2 separate regions of the Mus musculus genome follow, and region 2 is linked to region 1. A link is a contact called in public Hi-C data. All regions are on one chromosome and are shown on one strand. Each heading gives the region's core, a stretch centred on a gene start, on an enhancer-like site or on the middle of the called end of the contact. The rest is flanking DNA. Distances are from core to core; before and after follow the strand shown. Region 1 overlaps Gm34799 (a long non-coding RNA gene). Region 2 has its middle 49 kb from the start of Gm34972.

The links. A called contact is a pair of places that touch in the nucleus more often than the background predicts.
Region 2: a Hi-C map of cortical neurons shows a contact between it and region 1, with 2.7 times the contacts expected there. The contact joins two enhancer-like sites. A contact is called at or near these places in 4 of 484 Hi-C or Micro-C datasets (cerebral cortex, cortical neurons and muscle stem cells) and 1 of 115 datasets of contacts at active chromatin or transcription factors (pancreatic cancer cells).

The regions. Positions count from the first base shown.
Region 1 is chr17:9,844,372-9,848,220 of GRCm38.p6, reverse strand. Gm34799 (a long non-coding RNA gene) reads left to right here. Exons shown (of 2, transcript XR_003952248.1): 2 at 1-3,513. Among named protein-coding and RNA genes, the nearest start is that of Gm34799, 61 kb to the left of the region's middle. Within about 2 kb of position 2,295, at least 40 of the 459 cell types and tissues checked have an H3K27ac peak or open chromatin away from gene starts, as enhancers often do. A contact at or near this core is called in cortical neurons and pancreatic cancer cells, where this site is marked.
Region 2 is chr17:10,095,663-10,099,393 of GRCm38.p6, reverse strand. No RefSeq gene overlaps it. Among named protein-coding and RNA genes, the nearest start is that of Gm34972, 49 kb to the left of the region's middle. Within about 2 kb of position 1,458, at least 23 of the 459 cell types and tissues checked have an H3K27ac peak or open chromatin away from gene starts, as enhancers often do. A contact at or near this core is called in cortical neurons and pancreatic cancer cells, where this site is marked.

The DNA of each region.
Region 1 (3,849 bases), core at 1,046-3,545:
GGAAGAGCTCATTATGGAACGTTTCCCAAACAGCTCTGCAATGAATGCATTGTGAGACCACCTATAATCGATAGACACATGTGTAAACTGTTAAAGGAAATACTTAGCAAGGTTTCAGAATTTGAGGCTGATGGGGGGAACTTCTGCTATTTGAATTTATAAGGAGCACCAGGTTGCAGGGCACATCACACTAGCACTCCTGTGATCCTAGCACATGTTATTATATAAGTCTGTTTGTGTTAGTGGGGGTACATATGTGTGCATGTGTGCACATGCAGAGGGCAAATGTGAACCTGTGTGTAATTCCTTAGGGTACTGCCTACCTCGGTTTTTTTTTTAGGCACAGGCTCTCATTGGCTCAGGCCTCCCTTATTTGGTTATGTTTGCTAGCCAGTGAGCCCGAGGGACCCACCTGTCTCCCCAGCTCTGGGATTCCTTCTACCTGCCAACAGGTTGGGGATTTTTTTGTGTGAGTTGTGAAGATCCAACTCAGGGCTTCGTGCTTGCTAACATAGCAAGCATTTATTAGCCATGTTATCATCTCTGCTTCCTGGGGTGTGTCCATTCATTAACTTATTCAATAAGCATTGTGACTGAATGGTGCAATGTTCTACTGAGAAGAACTTAGAACCAATTTTCTGTGCTCGAATCCTGACTCTATCAGGTATCATCTGCTTGAACTTGGCCAAATCACTTGACTTCTCTGAACCCCAGTTTCTTTTTTGTAGAAGGGGTAATAAATAAATAAGGGGTAGGACAATGTGGAGTTTTCAATGACATAATTAATTAATACATATGTTGCTTCCCTAGTGCCCAGGACACAGAGTGTCCTCAAAAGGACATGATTACGCTGTTTTCTCTTTGTCAGAGCACTGTCTACATATACACTCTGTGCCAAGCACTGGAAATGGCAATGGCCACACCACCTCCTTCAAGGCATTCTCCTGTGAGGGAGAGACATTTAAGCCACTGAGGATGAGAGCATCACACATGTTGAGAACACAGCCACTTCTTCACATACTTTCGAGAATAAAATCTGTTGAGTGACTGAGCAAATGATTGCCAAGAGAGAAGCATGGGGTCATAGGCAGACCTGTTCGATGCAAGAACAGAGGTGCGGGTGAACCCATTTACAGGACTCTGGTGGGAGGGGTCTGTCCCGCCAGACAGTTAAACTGAAGAAGACATGCTTGTCTCCGGTCCAACCTGTGCCAGACGTTTGGAGATGGAAACGCTCTATAGCAAGTGGCCCTGGTTAGAGAGATGAACTGCTGTAGGTCAAGAGAGCAAAAAACAAAGGAAACAGCAAATTCCAGGAGGTGAAGGACGCGCTGCTCTAAAAGACTTAAGAGAAACTGGCTGGAAAGAGACTCCCAGAGAGGAAGTGATCGGGAGGCAACTTTGAACCAAGAAACACTAATCACAGCCCCTCACCCACACTCTTCTCCAGACTCATCCGCAGAGCACGTTGCCTGCCTCCTGTCCTTAGAACTGCATCTTGGCATGACTTGTGTTTAGAAAGATGAGGACACTGTGGATTTTAATTCTAATGAGGGACATAGGCGCTTGACATAGTGACATTTGTTTAATACCTTGTGCTCCATGTTAAAAAGGTCCTCCATCTATTTTTCTGGCCTAGAACATAAATGGAGGCCTAGGAGGCAAAGGAGGACACTCCGGTGCTCAGCCCCCCCCCCCCCCCCCCCACACACACACAGAGCCAGCCACTCACCAGAGCTCTTGGGTGTTGCTGAGACAATTCAGTCATTTTTGCCAAAAGTTTATAATGAAAGAGAGTAAAGGCCCCTCACCCCTCATGGCAGCTGCCTTCCTGCTCTCTCTCTCGGCTTCACTTTTCCATTTCCCAGCTGGTAAAAGCCTGAGAGAGAAAGTGCAGACTGACAGTGTCACCCATCTCATGTTTTGCCAGCAAGGACATCATAAACAAAATCAAATAGCTACTCTATCTTACAGAGCATTATAATTGCACAAGGAAAAGGATATTTGACATGGAAGGCAGGATGGAAAATTAATTTCTCAAATAAGACAATATTCATGACTGTATTTAAGTTTACAGAAAACTCCTTCTGTCATTTTTTCCCCCTCATTTTGCCATGAACGAATAAAATTTGGCAAGGGTCAGCAGTAGTTCCCCCAAACACTTTTTATGCCTGACTCCTGGACTCAACACTTAGATGCTGGAAGAATCTGATATTTCTTCTGCCCCTCTATCAACAGTGGCCATTCATAGCCAACAGCAACTATTCACAGCCAAATGACTCATCGTGGCTGCAGACAAACAAGTCAATCTCGTTCCTGTTCTTGCTTTCTGAAAAACATTTCTGGCTTCATGTAGTGCTCAGCCTGGGATGCACTCAGCTGGTGGTTCCCCAGTTATCCAGGACAAAACCACCATTCCCAGGTCCCCGGCTCTGGCAGAACTAAGTCAATGCTGGACCACAGACTTTTGCGTGTGCTTCAAACATTAAATCCTAAAGTACAGTAGGGAGAGATCCATAGTGCCCCTGGCCCTTCCTTTGTGGATCAAGGCTGAGATGGTCTTTATGCCATCTGGAGGTGGTATTGGAGCATGACAACCATGTCAGGTGACCTGCCATTTCCTTAAGCACCAACAGCAGTGTGGTATGAAACATCTTGCCCACATGTAATCCCAGTTTTCCTGTAAGTATGTGTGTATCTGTATTTGTGCAGGTTCTCTCATGTGTGCAAGAATGTGTAGAGGCCAGCATTAACATTGAGCTGCCTCTGTCCATTGCTTTGCTGACTGATTTTTTTTTTTTTTTAGACACTCTTTCACTGAACCTGGAAGCTCACTATGTCTGTTGAATTAGCTGGTCATGGGGCCCCCAGGGTCCTTGCCCCATGCCGGGTTACAGCTGTGTATTGCTACCAGCAGCCTTTCATATGGATGCTGCAGACCCAAGCTCAGATTCCTATGCGTATGTAGCAAGTACTGCAGCCACGGAGCCATCTCCTCACTGTCTTAGAATGGTCACAATCTTCTGTGATTCACCCAACTGCATACTAAACTTCCTAGTTTTATGGTTTGTATTGGGACAAGTCCTCTGCCTTTTGACAACACTACTGTAAGCAACTTGGTCTATGGAGATCTAGATTCCTAATGTTTGCATAGGGCTGAAAGTGTGTTTGGTCCACATATGTGGCTGTTGTTTGCTTTTGGTTTATAGGGTTATGGGTGCACAGGTACAGTTTAAGGCAGTGGTGTCTGGAGAGGCCTATGTTTGCAGGAAGCAATTAGAGTGTGAATAGAGCTCTCATCTGTGGTTCTATTTCTGTGCTCTTCAGTGTCTATGATTCAATTAATTGTACCTTTGTTTGACTTGAAGAATCTATTGAGGAATATACTTGAAATGAAAGAGTAAGTGGCTCCATTGAAATGCATCCACTTCTCAAGCTTTGATGCTCTGATGCAGGTATAGTGTGAAGGCCTCGAGGTACTTGACATCAACAAGTGTCCGCTAGTGTCTCAGAGTGTGTTGCGATCTGTTCACAGCCCTGATTTATTAGGAGAAGCCTTGACATTGACATGCTTGGAAGCATAGTACAGCCATTTCTGTGCCCTCTCCCTTTGTCTTGGCTTATAGGGCCAGGGGGTTTCTAACCCTATCCTAGTCCTGTCTCATTGGTCTTGTTCCCTAGTTGTCACCACACCCTCCCTTCCCATCCACCTCAACTGGAGGGAAGGAAGAAGAGGCTCTCTGAATCTGCATGGGGTAAGGGACAAACAGACCCTGCAGTAATTCCAGTGTGGTTAGGACTGGATATGAAGAGTACTCTCTGGTCTCTCGTTATCCACGTTCATTCTTA
Region 2 (3,731 bases), core at 209-2,708, 250 kb before region 1:
ACACACTTCAAAACTAAGAAACCTAGCTTCTTCCATGCCTTTGGTTTTGAAGAGACCGCCCATTACTTCTTATTAAGTCCTGCTGGGTGTGGTTGTTATGGGAGAGGATCACTCTGGTTAATTCTCCATGGTGTGCTTTTAATAATTTGGTGGCATTTGACTAACATGTAAAAAACATACCTGTCAGGTCAAAATTAAATTTTCAGTAAGTCTGTTTGTGATCACTTGACAAATATCAGGGCCACAGTTGTCCTGATGCCAGAAACTGTGATTAGCTCAAATTCTTGAGACCTATTTTAAGAAGAAACAACTCAGGCAGACGTGTCAAGGAATACCTGGAGAGGCACTCAATGGGAGTTTTAGTCACAGGGTCTCTTCTCCCAGTCATCCGTTGTCTGTGAGATCTCAGAGCCTTGGTCCAGTAGCCCATCCTTACAACGTGTTCCCCAGTCCCATGGCATCTACAGCACCTGCTTAATGCTGAGCCAGATGTTCAGGCCTGGGATGGGGTCTGACACTTAGATATTCATGGTCCTCCAGGTAAAGTCATACTGTGTTTAAAGACAAAGTGAGTTTCATCTGGTGTCGGGACAGGAGCTACAGTGAATACGACCCACCCTCCAAAGGCTCAAGCTTGGACTAGGTGCAGAGTGCAGCTGTAGAGGGCTTTCCTAGTATAGGTAAAGACCTGGCTTTATTCCCAGCACTGAAAAGGGGGTGGGGGAGCCCATTCCCAAAGGATATCTGTATCTTGGCAATGTTTTCTTTAGTCAGTCAAAAATACCTGGTTCCCATGGTGATGAGTAATTGGGATGTAAATCATGGATACGGATACAAATGAGACAGCCTCTCGGGAGTTTAATATTTGACTTGTATTGCTATGACAAGGATACTATAGCATTTCCCTAGTTCTGGATGTGGTTTAACCACATCCTTAATTCGATCCTCTCTCCCAACTGTAGAATCAGGGTACATCAGAAGCCACTCTTGAGATGAAATTTCAGCTTGGGCACATAAGCCATGCTGGGAATGAGTTTGTAAAAATACAAAAGCAGCTGTTTGAGATGCAGATGGTGATTTTACAAAGTGTCTACGGATGGCTGGAAGTGAGGAATGGGGGGAGACCATGCACTTTCTGTTGCCTCTGAAACAGGCCTGTGATGGGTGGCCCTCAGGCCAGGTAGGTCTTGATGCATTCAGGGCAGTTGTACCCATTGTCATGGATAGCCAGGAGGAATGCTTCACCCAAATCCAGAGACTGATGGACAGAAACTCATTACCAGGGAGGTTCTGAAAGAATTTATAGAATGTTTTCCCTGGCAAACAGACCAGAGCAGGCAGGAAAACAGTTTGCATCTGTCCAGGTCTTCAGGGACACTCATCTCAAGAAGAGCAGAAGAAACCAAATCCTAAAGTTGGTGGAAGACAAGGAGACAGCTTGTGACTGAGGGAAAACTAGTTATGTTTAGACTTGGCAAATGACTGGCACTATTTGTCAAACATATGGGACTTTAAACCACCAGGCTGTAATTGCAATTGGTGACATCATGGTTCTGTTTAAAAATTAAGCAAAAAATATTCTGCCTCAAGATTATGTGAACAAATTTCCCCAGCTTGGTGTTTCTTTGTAGCTTTTTCCTTTCTCACCTCTAAGGGGGTTTACAGAAGTGAGAGAGGAGGGCTGGGATGGAGCTCAGTTGGCAGAGTGCCTGCACAACTCCCCAGATTCATCCTCAGCAAAGCCAAATCCAGCCTGGTGGCACACACCTTTAATTCCAGCACGCAGGAAGCAGAGGCAGGAAGATCAGGGGTTCAAAGCCACCCCTAGCTACATAAGGATTTCAAGGTCAGTCTGGGTTGAAGATCTTGTCTAAAAAGCACTAAATAAACAAACTAAGAGGCCCTGGGATAGACCCTGAGACCCTGACAGTGAGAATTGTGTCAGAGACTTTAACCTTTTATATCAGTTGTAACAAGGGGCTGTGTCATGGTCTAAAAGACTTAGAAGGCCTTAAATGTGTCACCAGAGAAGGCTACCCAGGTAGGTCGATGTGTTCTGTGGTCAAGATGGATAGCCCTGACAGCCAGAGAGGTGACCTTTCTCAACTGCTGTGTGGCAAGCACTTCTGTGAGATGCTGTACAGATGTAATAAAAGCCTGTCATCTAGATGATTTCTGCAATTAAAGTTGGCTCAGACACAGAGGAAAATTGCCTTAGAAATGTAAGTGTCTGTTTTGTTCAACACAGCAGTGGAGAAGATCCTGTGTCGATGCCAGGTTGGCCGTCCTGGATTCAAGCAGGTGTTAGATGGGGATTCTGGTGGCTCTTCCTACATTCCTTGTAGCTCTGGTACTGGGTCTCAGAACATTTTCCACCTCACAACCTTTTCCCTCTAACATGGCCAGTTAGGACTTCAGGTATCTAATTCCTAGCTCCTACATTGAACCACGACATGTTGCCGAGCCAGTCAGTCCTCACTGTGGGCTGAGGGCTTACTGGACAGGAAATTGGGAAATTGGATTTATCATTCTTATTTGCTCTGATTTTCTATTTTTTCCCCATAGCTACAAAATGAGACAAATATTGAGCATGATTATGAAATACAAGGAAAAAAATCCTTGCTATTTAAGTACGGTGTTTGCTTTACTGGGTATCATGCTGAGATTCATTTTCTGAATCATATAAAGTTGGGAATAGTCTATAAGATTTTTATGCATCCTTCATTCTCTCCATTGATCTTAAAGGAAAGCCCTGCACCCTCCTTGCTAATTTGTCTCAAAATCAGTTTAATCAACGAATGGATCCTCATACCTAGGCCTCCTTTGGAACTGTAGTGAAGTGTGACAACCACTATTTTTAGATGTTGTTGGCTCTATCCCTGAATTCAAAGAGAGCAAAGTGCTTCTCGGGTGGTACCGGAGCTCTGGCCACCAATGCTACCCTTTGACCTAGCAGCAGAAGCAGAAGGGAAAGCCATGCAGACAGCCTGAGAATGTGTTCACTGAGAAGCAAGGTACACAGCTTCCATGCAAGGAGTTAGCCTGCCTAGAATGTCTACCCAACCTGCCTGGGACTCAGGCGGCTGTCCCAGAGGGATGCTCACCCACTCAGCCAGAGGGCCATGGATGTGGGATGCTGGGAAAACATGATCTCCACAGTTGCTTCAGTTGGTGTCATATGGGGAGACACTGAGCCAGTCCTGGTGATGATGGAATGAACAGACACCCTTTGGCTCCCCACACTGCCCTAGGCCTCCAGGACACACCGGGAAGACCAGCAGCTTGGAAAACTGCCTCCTTTGAAATGTTTAGCTAAACAGGAACCTGAAAAGAAAGCTGGACTGTTAGTAACATCCGGCCTTGCTCTGTCTTTTGTGTCTGGCTTCTCCCCAGCCCACACCCTTCACTAGAAGCCAACATCATCTCCTTCCTGTAGGAGCGGAAGCCAGGGCTGTGCTCTAAGTGATGGACAAGAGAAGGCAGTGCTCCCCCCAACTCCCCCTTTTCAGTGTATTTGGATTTGACTATCTCTGGCCTGGGAGGGGATTCAGGGAGACGGCAGAATGAGAATGTACTCAGCTTGAAAAGACGATGTTCTTTGTCTTTCCATCTCGTGGTATCCCTTGGGTGGGTCTGAGCAGCCTGGGTCAGAACACAGAGTTCAGGACCACTAGTTCTCCTTGCTGGTCTCTAGTGCCCAACCCTGCTGAAATAGAAGAGCAGCCTGGAAT